Linked DNA regions of Gasterosteus aculeatus: region 1 is linked to region 2. A link is a contact called in public Hi-C data. All regions are on one chromosome and are shown on one strand. The core of a region is the stretch at or near the end of the contact, and the rest is flanking DNA. Distances in the headings are between cores, read along the strand shown. Region 1 has its middle 40 kb from the start of zic4. Region 2 has its middle 24 kb from the start of agtr1b.

Region 1 (5,646 bases), core at 2,693-5,192, 100 kb after region 2:
GAAACAGTGAACAAACAAAGAAACTGTTGAAAAACTCCCGATGGGAATTAAGTAGTTTGATTTGAGCGTTTCTTATGACGGTTACAAGCAACCTGTCACCATCAAAAATACCTCGCTGATTTCTTTCATCACATTGAAAACTTGTTTATGCGTTTTATCCGCTTGGCTTGCCTGATAAATTGGGGCCACGTGAAAACTGAACTTACCAAAAATGGCATTAAATAATAGATTGTTTTGTTGATCAGGTAGCTGTTTACTTACCCTTTTAAATCCCCACCCCGTCTCCTCTCAGCTGGTGGCCGACTATTGACTTGTTGTTATTTTTTCATAAAGTGACGTGGGGCCAACACCAAGTGCTGCTATCACTCCTTCGTAAATAATATAAACAAGGAACAACGGAAAAAAGAAAGAGCCACGGTCTAAGTCATCTTCCCTGTTAGTTCATTTCAGCCTAGATGGCCCTCGTTCGCTGGAGCATGATGCGTGCAATGAAGATACGAGGGTCCTCTTCTCTCCGCGGCCCCCGTGTGCACACCACCCCCATAAAAGTTGCAACTGCCAGCTCAGGTGGAAAAATGTTGCGGGGCAAAAGATGTATTCAATAAATAGAGAGGGACAGCATGGGGCCTGGGGAAAGTGCGCATGAGACGGAGGTTTGGAGGGTGGAATAATGGAAGAGAAGGTAGATGGGGCATGAGTGTACATTAAACAGTGGTGCCTGACGCTTGTGAGAGGAAGCGTGCCGCTGGGAATATGACTCTTAACTAGCATTGTCTCCTTTCAATTTGAAGCAGGAACCAAGGCCATCATCTACAAAATGGTTTTGGTTTTAAGGAGGAGATCACTGAATTTCAGCATTCTAATGTATTATCTGTTCCCCGGAGGCATCCGAGCTGGGACAACGTGTTAGTTTCCCTTTACAGCGACACCTGACTCAGAACAAACTTCAGTCATCGGAGATTATGATCTATTTTTGTGGAAAAAACGGATTCAACTGAATATTGATATTGAGAGTACATGAAAGCTAGTTTGCAAGCAAGCAGAATGGTAATAGTTAGCGGAATGATATGGATTTGGTTACAGTAGTTAATTAAAACTAATGGTTACTGTACAAGGAAAAGGTCTGGATTACTGACAAGAGAAAAAAAGATTATGGATAAATGATCAAATATAGCTAAAAGAAGTGGCTATACATTGCTAGAGTTAGAGAGAAAACGTATGCGTGCATTGGAGTCTCACAATGAGGATGATTACAGAGGACACTCGGGTCTCGATGAAAGACTTCTCCGCGATGCCGATCCATCACGCAGATACGTACCTGTCAAAAGAAGAAGAGAAATGTGCCATTGTCGTCTTGCGGTCGTCACAAGGCTTGACGTGGCGCGGCTGGGGATGGGGCGGTGAGTGGCAGCCGCTCTCTGGATTGTCAGCACAGAACCCGTGACGTCCCGCGAGCGTGGGTACGTCGCACATGCAGCAACGCGGCCTCCCACTCGCGCACCATTTCACGTAGGGCGCAAGTGATCCAGTCGATATGCGCCGACGACGGTGGGATTTCTGAAGCGCTGCGATCGTTTGTTTGGGTGAAGAGAAATTCAAGAATAGCGCCGTGGAAAATGCTTTCCAATGCAGCATGATTGACTAGAATGGCATAAAGAGCGGTTTAAAACTGGACGCTTTTGTCTAAACTATCATCCCCCAGTGACAGTAGAAGCACACACATTTTCTCCAACCCCATTTTAATAAAACAAACAGCTGGCCCTCTGTGCTCTAAGAACAAAAAAGGAAAGAAAATCAAACGCAGTCACAACGCTCCAGAGCCGAGATCCCACAATAACCTGGTGGCATGTCTTTGTGTCCCCAAAGCACATTCATTACACCTCCTTCCGTCTATTTCAAACAAGGCATCAATTTGAAGATGTGAGGCATCACGGCGCAGAAAATGTCACATTCTCTGTCGTCAACTGTGCCAATGTTTGTGTTTCCGAGGCCCGGACAAAAGGAGTGGCCTCGGCATGCATCTCTGCCATCTTTCCATTCCCCATGGAGATATTTGAGTGCGAGATGAGTCTCCCCCTCCATGCTGTGTGCACGGGGGGAAAAGAGAATTGGAATTGGTGTACATACTTGGGGGAAAAATAGCAGGTTTTTCCTCACCAATGGAAAACGGAGCAAAAGTATTCAATTTGCAGCATCTGCTACACCTCAATAATTCATTGCATTTGAATGTTTTATAAGTAAACTGTGTTATCTGTGGAGGGGAGCTGTTGTAACCTGGCTTTGTCTTTCATAAACAAGCAGGGGATGGATGACGAGGATTTCTCACACTGTTAAACCTTTGCTGTTTGACCTCTCCCCCCCGATCAAATGTCTTTTGTTGAGACATCTTTTCCTCTAACTTGTCAGCACCGGATGCTTTAGCCACGAATGCTGTTTAGAAATGAATGAATCTGGATCTGTGACGGAGTTGAATTACGACGACTCCTCTGCACGTTGCAGCCGTTGTCGTTAATGCCTGCAGACGACAGCCTAACAGGATCAAAAACGAGGTGATTTCAGCCACGCAGACCGAGCTTTATTAACAACCCTTTATCTCTGAAAAACATCAGAAGGCTATCATCAACTAAAAGTTAACAGCACAAACCCTGAGCTCCTCTATCTCCTGAACGCGACGCGCCATCATTTGCCGGCTTTTTTCTGCCCCCGTGACTGATTATCATTACCTTTTCTTGCAAATACCATGCTCATTACGTTAGTGTACAGGCAAAACATTAGTAGAGGGAGCCTATCTCTCTCCCATGAAGGGAGAGGGGAGGAGAAGAGCTATGGAGGCAGATTTTCCCCTAGCCTCAGCAGCCAGCCCCGGCGCGCTTGGCTATTAACCACAATGAACATGGGCTTTGTTATTAACATCTGTTCATCAGGGATCGGGCCCAGGCCTAATCACCCCTCACACCTTCTGTTTCTGCACAAGAAGAGAGGCAATCAAGGGCATCATTTGGCAGCTGGCTGGAACTACTAATGCTTTTCTCCTGCTCTACTCTGCCCCCCCCCCCTTCCCACCCTCCCTTCATCGCCTTTTCTCTCTTCACTGCCATCATTTCTTCCTCTCTTTTCTCCCCTTATCCTCAAAAAAAAAAAAATCTCTCTCCCATCCTCTTATGGGATTATGTTATTTGAGAAGAAAACACACACATACACGGAGGCTCGCACAGACAAACATGGACGCACACACACACACACACACACACACACACAAACGGACGCAGAGGCAGAGAGTGAACCTTTTGATAGCGGCGAGATGGTGGATTTACTGATGGCCGTAACAGTCCGGCACCATGGGTGGTTCACATGAACTCAACCTCATCTCGGTCTCTGTCTGTCTGCTCCTCCCACTGTATCGCAGGCAGATGTTCACAGGTTCCCATCAGCCCCCATAACAGCGTTCAGACAGGGTGTGAGTGAAAAAGACACAGGAAGAGATAAAGAGAGAAAAGATGTGAGATCCAACAATGGTGAGAAGGCAAGAGATAATGGCTAGATTGACAGATTACCAGTGGGAGACGCTATATGTCGATAAAAAAAAAAAAAAAAAAAAGAATCACTGCTGCAGATTCGTTCCCACAGCTAATGGAATAGTTTTTGCAGCTTCTTCCATGATTGCTGCCCGCGTTTGCGTGCGTCTGCGTCAGTTGCCGTTGAGGCCATGCGATACGTGTACTTTTCTGCTGCGACTTATGCCAAAGATTGCAGCATTTGTTGTCGTCGGATTAATCCCTTTGTCAGCTCCGGCCTCTTGAACACATTGGGTCTCCTTCTGTTACCCGCAGGAAGGAAGGACCGAGGCATCTGTGTTTGGGTTAGCTATGTCTAAATCAGCACTCCTTGTCCTATCGCAGTAAGGCTACACACACACACACACACACACTGTGTGCACTCTCCCTCTCTCTCTCTGAATGTCTGTTTCTAACTGAGAACAACGTGTCCTCGTCTGTCTCAGTAGAGGGGCTCCACAACACAAAGCCCTTTCATGTGTGGATGCGGGTCTGTGACGGCTGTCACATTTTCGGCTGAGTTCTTCAGGGCTGTCAGCTTGAAATGATGTTTACCAGGACGCTCCTGTCAATCAAACAAAAGTTAACATTACCGATGTTTCTTTGCCGTTAAAGGCTAGTTTCACCCGAAACCACGAAAATGAATATATTTGCTGTATATAAATGTTTTGGGGGATGGGTGTCTTAACACCGGGGTCCATGAAACAAAAGCCTGCATGACCGACGTACCACACTGATTGAACTCATGTATCATCAACTCAATGGCGTTTCATTTGTTTTGTTTCAGGCCAATGGGTCAAACAAACACTCGCAACAGGGAGACTTGTGTCCTAAAGGGACGTCGCTAAACCCAACTTAGTCGTTTTGCCGCCTCAGCTTAATTGCGCCCGCGGGGCCAACGTGGCGCAAAATGGCGCGCCGGAAGTACGTTTTTACGCTATTCCAATGACAACGGGCTGAGAACGCACATCCGATGGCCGTACGGCCCCTAAAGCACACACGTGTTGAGGCGCGCAAGCAGACTAATTATAGAAAGAAACCATGTTTTCAGCCAGTAAACATGGCGGCCACATTTCTCACAGAGCTTGAACGCCGACAGTTGGGTGAGAGCGATTTGGCGTTGGCGGCTAACGCAGCCGCGAGCGGCCGTCCTCCCCTCCGGCAGAGATGAAAAGCGCTCTGCGGAGGTCTGGTAAGCTCAACTACACACACACACACACACACACACACACACACACACACACACACAGGCTTCTTTTCATTTTGAAACCTGTAGTTTTCGGCCCAAAAATCGACACCGACTGAAGTGACATCACTGGAGGCAATTTATCAGAGTTCATGCAGCTCCCCCCGGAGCCACCAAAGCTTCAAACAACTTTTTATTTAATGCTTTTTTCTACAATGGCAGAGGCACACACACCAAGACTGCATACATTTTATATTTGAATAACTAATGAACACGTTAAAACTATTAAGTTAAAACCTTCACTCAGTTGTTTAAGGACAAACCACTCGTTCATTGTTATCTATGAACCCTGTGTGTTTTGTGTATGACATCACAAACCTGGTTTCGGATTCATATAAACCTTCCGTCATGTAGAGTTGCTGTTCTTTCAGTGAGTTAGGTCACCATCCATCCACGTCCAAAACGTAATGCATCCATATGTTCATGTGGACACGCTAGTGTGTAAATTCAATGTATCTCAGTTCGCCCTCCTCTTCCAGGCTTAATTGACGTCAGATATTTGCACTTCGATCAGGATGAAACGAGCTTTGTTTCGACACTCGGCATACAGAGAATCTCTTGCACCCCCCACCATGTGTGGTACTGCTAAGTGTGAGCAGGATTTCTCTAATTAGCCGGGTTTTTTTGGGCTCGGAGCATCACTTTTAATGAGGTATCGGGTCCTCAAGGTCATATCCGTTTTTTCCCAGCTTGTGTGTACGTCTCTGTGTGTGCTCTCTCTTCCCCTCGGTTTGTTTGTGTTCTCTTTTTTAATTGAAAAATGTTGACTCAGGTTGTCTCCATCTGTTAAGTGAGGAGCAGCATGACCGCGAATAATTATGACCTTTGCAGTCTGTCTTTTCCCAC
Region 2 (5,848 bases), core at 2,988-5,487:
TGTGTCATGGTAAATAATGCATTGTCTTAGAGCCCTGATGAATATGCATAGATCATGTTGATTGAGAGACATAAACAAATGCTTTCATATACGTTCAAGCGTTTCTTTTCCCCAACTGGTTAGAAGATACATCTTAAATATGTATTTCAAATACGTTTTTTCTTTCCCCGTTTCTGTTCAGTCGGTGTTTCCATGTGAGATGAACTCAACCTCAACAGCTGATACCTTTGAAATGCCGCAATGAATAACCATTGTTGTCCCGTTGACGTCTAATTCTATTTATATACTGAAATATTAAAAGCCTAATATGTCATCTGTCCTGGCCGTCATTTATCATCTTAGCTGCAGCGTGTCCTGTGGGCCTGTAAAGATTTCCCTCAAATTACTTTCTATTAAATTGCCAGCATTTGTTCCTGTTTATTACGCATTACATTTTGAACTTGGCTCCATTGGCAGCTGCCTGTCTGCGTCCCGAAGGTTTGCCCGTCCACGCCTTCATTTACCAAGCGACCCGACATCCCCGCTTGTGTCTGGCTCAGACAGCTGAGCTGATTAAGAAGTTGCCTTTTGAACACTTAATGTATTCCACTCCACCATTTTGTTATGTTGCCATTGTTTAATTTAAAGTTTACCCCGCGTCTCCTTTGACGGAAGTCACGCTAATTCCCATTTCCTTTTTTGGAAAAGCTATTTAGTTCTACAACGTATGATGGATCTGATTAGTGATTCAGGCCGGCCTCTGCTTTTATGCTTACATTAACTTGCACAAAGAGCCCCCCCCCACAGGTTAAAGTTTAAATGTGGATTAGCAGATAAAGCAACTCCTGATTAGGTTACCGTGGGGCTCGGAGGAGGAAAAATACATTTTCTCTGCGCATTATTTCACAAACATCTTCACTCTGCCTCCTTTCTCCCCCCCCCCCCCTTTCTTTTCTTCTCCGGCTTCTTCCTCTCACACTCACTCCCAGCATGGATATCTATTTTGGCGCAAAATCTTTGAACAATTATGCAAATGCATGTAAGGCAATGCACAATACAGTATGGAAATGGCTTAGAGAGAAAATGGACTCATTAAGGACAGATGGCATGAGTGCAAGGAGCCATTTGTTATGGATGCAGGAAGACATTTCAGACAGTGTCAGAACCTGAGAGACACCAGATATGTTTCTCACACCAAGCACTATTTGTGCTGGTGGTGTAGTTCTTGATTATTTCAGCATGATGGTGATTATAAATGAGCTACATCTCAAATAAGACTTCTCTTTATGTCTGTTGCATATAGATATGCATCTGTTGCAATATAGATTTTCCTTTTTTATTGAAGTGATGACTTCCTATCACCCGTTAAGTCAAACGATATCGTTGATCGCTACAAGACCTTTAATATAATTCTGCGTGTGTGATCAAAGCAGCTGTATGTTAAAATGGAAGCGTGTATTGTGATAAGACCACCGAAAACCAAAATGGAAATGAATGTAGGGGGAGTTTTGATGTCAGCTCGCGGGATTACATGCACCATATGCATGAATTCTGCACCAATATCACATACGTGCCATTGTGACTTCATACAACGCAAATGGAGCCGCATATAAAGGAGCCCCTAAATGCTGGTGACAGATTACACTTTCCATTTACCAGAAACCTTCTTTGAAACGGCAACACATGCGAGACGCTCATAGTGAACAGTGGGGTTTTTCACAATTAAGAAAATTAAGTCTTTGTGTTGTCTGCGGGGATACGATGGTGCATTATCACAGAGGCCACTGGTGTCCGCGGGTGGGAGGAAATCATTTGCAGCAAAGATTAAGCTTTACAATCCATCGCAGGTGTCGCTCGGGAAAAAAACGCAGCGGCGTTGACGCAGGATTCACTCTGAAGACCTACCACTGTACAAAGATACAGATACGCGGGCTTTGACATCGCCGCTGTTTATTTTGTCTCGGGCCCTCTGTGGCCCCCCCACCCCCGTACCACTGCCTGGCGCTTTGATGTCACTGAGGTTATTGTCGACTGTTCTCTGCTGTCTGCCTCGATATTCATCCGAGCTTCGCACGGGACACAGAAGAGAGAGAGAGAGAGGAAAAGACTGCCATTTATTGCTACACAAATTTTCCTTTGTGATGGATGGCTTTCTTATTGTGTCATTTGTGCCTTTTGAAAAATGCTCTTTGGAGCAGAAGAAATTACCAGCTTCCAAATCATACAATCAAGCACAGTTCTGTGGGGATAAAAGCGGGCGTGTGGGACACAGAAGACTATCCAATGGTTGAATGACAGAAGAAACGTCATTGTTGGCGTCAAGTCACACTTTTAGTGCTTAAATGAAAGAAATATATTAAGTAAAAAACGTTGAATGTCGAGCAGTTGTTGTAAATATGATATGAAAAATGTCATTTAAATAGCATATAAAAATAGTGTATTTGTTTTATGTGCAGAATGTATCCAATAAAACACAACAATATTAATAACAAGAGAAGATCATCAAAATATTGGCTGCTTCCATATGATCAAACTGCTAAATCACAAAGTAATCAATAATTCATCTATCTCCAAAATCTGTGTATAGTCACATATTGGGTAAAAGGTATAGACAATATTATACAACATTAAATATATTAATCGTACAGTGTTTATAAAAAACACAAAAGAAATTTTGAAACTAAAGTTGTTTTTTTAAATGGGGAACTAATTTCTTTTCACTGATTTTCTCGGATAACCAAGCTGCAAAGATATTGTAGCATCAAAGTCTGTCATGAAAAACAGATCTTAACAAAAAAAAGTCCCAGAACAAACAACTGGAAAGTATCAAAGCCTTTCGTATTCAGGACTTTTTCTTTGTTGCATTGAGGGTTGTCTTTTGTCCGTCCCGCGTCTATTGTGACACGACACAGATACTTCTAAAGGCCAAAGTTTCTTATTAAATTATTTCTGGGTGAGATGAACACAGGCTGAATGGAATCATTAAACTTCACCAGCTAAAGGAACGCATGCGCCGCGCCGCCGTCTGCCGCCGAATGAAAAGCCGCGCATTTTCATGCTCCTTCAAAAACCTTTAACTTGCCGTGAAAAGATATGACATCCATCCCGGCGGAAAAAAAAAAAAAACACCAGGCAGAAATGAATGATAGCATTGTAGCCTCCAAACATCAATCACCCTCAATACTTTGGAAAAACAAAGCGTTTGTGTTTGCGTTTCAGAGGTGACGAAACAACACTCGTGACTGGCTTAAAACATTGTCAATTCCCATTACTCCCCAAAAACCCTCCAAGCAAATCAGAATGAAACTGCGGCCCTGTTGCCAGGCAGCTGAGTTCTCTTGACATGGTGGTTAGTTTTTCTTTCACCGCCTGACAAGAGCGACGTGAAAGGAGTTTAGAGAAACTTGCTTAAGGCGCTCGGAGGAAGGGGGATAATTGGAGTCTGCGGGATTGTGTGGCGGCTCTTGTGTGCGGAAACTTCCCGAGCCGGAGACAAGAGAGAGTCGGATGCAACAAAATTTAAACTCTTGTATACAAACTTGACCCCGGGGACCGGCCGAGTGTTCGCCCCCAGTGTCGCCCAGTGTCAACACCGCTGTGTGTGGAGAAACAGGTGAGAGGGGGGGGGGGTAAGGGGGAGGGACAACAATGACGGTGCTTCAGTTTTATCTACATTCTAAAGTGGAGAGAAAGGGTTAAACTAGGAACTTTGTGAGGGGGGGTGAGGAGGGGAGGAGGGGGGGGGAGGCAAAATATCATGGCTGAGATTTCACACTCTCTCTTTCAGACCACAGCAGCATCAAGTGAGGTCGTCTCGACACTGTAGCCATGGTCAATTGTGTTATCATTATCTTTTGAAATACAGAAGAAGCTGGTTAAGTAAACAATAAAAAAAAGGGGGAGGGGGAGGGGGGGTCTTTGCCTTTGACGGCCCGCAGAGGAGCCCGGCCTGTGGAAGTGCACACCCAGTTTAAGAGGGAACCAATTAATGGTGGATTAACATTCATGGTTATTTACAGTTGCTTTTGTGCTTGTTTCTGCTCCCCGACTTCCACACAGAGGAGAGAGAGAGAGAGAGAGAGAGAGAGAGAAGGGGGGAGGGTGAGAGAGAGCGAGCGAGTGAGCGAGAGAGAGAGAGAGAGAGGACGCAGAGGGGCTCAGAGGTTGTTTGGACGCAAGAGGTGCAGCGAGGTGGCTGGGTCCATTGTGAGGACACCACCTCTCTCATTATGCCCTCTCAATCAACACTCCTGCTCACAGGAAGCCCCTGTAAAGCCCATCTGCCATAGCTAATCTACAGGCAGCCCCGCGCCTGCGTCTGGGCCCGCTACCCTCAGCCGCATTATTCTCAGATCCAAGGCTTTGCCAGGGATCAGCCAAAGCCCATTAAAGTAAATAATAGCCAGAAATGACAGGCTTAGCCAGGATTGGGGAGGAAGTTGAAGACCAGTTTGAGCTGCGAGCTCTGATTAATAGAGAAAAGCATTTTGGGGGGGGGGGGGTCAGATGGAGGGAGAAAGCGAGTGAGGGAAAGGGGGTGTGTGTGGGGGGGGGGGGTGGTGGGGGGAAATGACCTTAGTGAGCTGCAAAGAATTCCTCAACCTCAGGGTTGTTAGGACTGGTGCTACCGTCTGAAGCATTAGCAATCCTTGAGCTACTTCTGCTTTGATGAAGCTCAAACAGGATGGGGTGGTGGGTGCGGGGGGGGGGGGCATGTGTGTGCGATGATGAGGCAGGGGTGGGATTCATGCCACGGTCCTCCGAGGCCTCCGAGACCAAGGAGAGTCAGTCTGAGCAGTTAAATAACAGAGTTTGTGGGTACACAAAGCAGGAGGCATTAATTGCACTAACGTTTCTGCAGCTGCCCTTTGAGGATTACTATTCTTACGTAATTCGTGTCAAACGGTGTTACACATTGGAGCTCGAATGATTACTTTTTCTATAATGAATAATTATACCTTTGAAGTTAGGCTGGATGAAATAAGCAATAAACGCCAAAGGATTAACACAAATAATAATCAATGATATTAAGAGATATACAACCTTCTTGTTGGACGCTTCCATCCTTACATGTGAGGCTGTGTCACAACCTGACACACTAAGTTTTAGTTTTTTCTGGACTTATTATTCTTGCTACAGCGCTGTTTTGGTGTAAGTGAACCTGCTGGCGCGTTTGATAGGGCTCCTTTGTCATGGTCAGCTTAAGGTTAAACAATTGAAGCTGCGCCCTAAAGTCAAGTTAGAGTCAAGTTAGTCGTGGAAACCAACGGCTAGAAGGTTGTAAAGGAGAAAGGAGAGGAGAAAAGACGAGAAGACAATGAGAAAACAATGCAAAAGCCCTTCGCTGGTTAATACTTAACTGACCTGCTGACACCCCCCCCCCCCCACCCTCCCACCGGGCATCACACCAAACATGACCCCTAATCGACCCCAACCCAACTCACCCAATCCAGCAGCACCCACTGTAAATGTTGTCCGCACACGCTGTTTAAGCTCTGAATTACACTTTAGTTAAATATGGAGAAAAAAATAAAAGCCCAACAGGACCAGAGGGAACCGAAACAAGATAAACATCCATTACCACCAGCTGTGACTTGCTGGGTGGAGGATGTTTTGCTGCGCTGACAGGACGGATAACACTGATCACAGGAGCGTTCTCCACTGTCCCTACGCAAATGTTTATTGCCACGAGAAAAGCTTATTCCACTTTGTGCTTGAGCTCAGCCGGGGATTTAACGCGATTTGTCACCGGGCCGACAGTGGAGCCGGTCGACGCGAGATTATGTGAAGCGGTTCCACCTCTGCTCAAACTACTGTAAAAAAATTGCTCATACGCCCGTGAAGGAATTGGAATGCATTCAGGAAGCGA

Evidence for each region. A called contact is a pair of places that touch in the nucleus more often than the background predicts.
Region 1: a Hi-C map of skeletal muscle shows a contact between it and region 2, with 3 times the contacts expected there. The contact joins two enhancer-like sites. A contact is called at or near these places in 2 of 6 Hi-C or Micro-C datasets (both in skeletal muscle).

The regions. Positions count from the first base shown.
Region 1 is chr21:16,035,764-16,041,409 of fGasAcu3.hap1.1, forward strand. No RefSeq gene overlaps it. Among protein-coding and RNA genes, the nearest start is that of zic4, 40 kb to the left of the region's middle. Within about 2 kb of position 3,943, at least 1 of the 9 cell types and tissues checked has open chromatin away from gene starts, as enhancers often do.
Region 2 is chr21:15,933,929-15,939,776 of fGasAcu3.hap1.1, forward strand. No RefSeq gene overlaps it. Among protein-coding and RNA genes, the nearest start is that of agtr1b, 24 kb to the left of the region's middle. Within about 2 kb of position 4,238, at least 1 of the 9 cell types and tissues checked has open chromatin away from gene starts, as enhancers often do.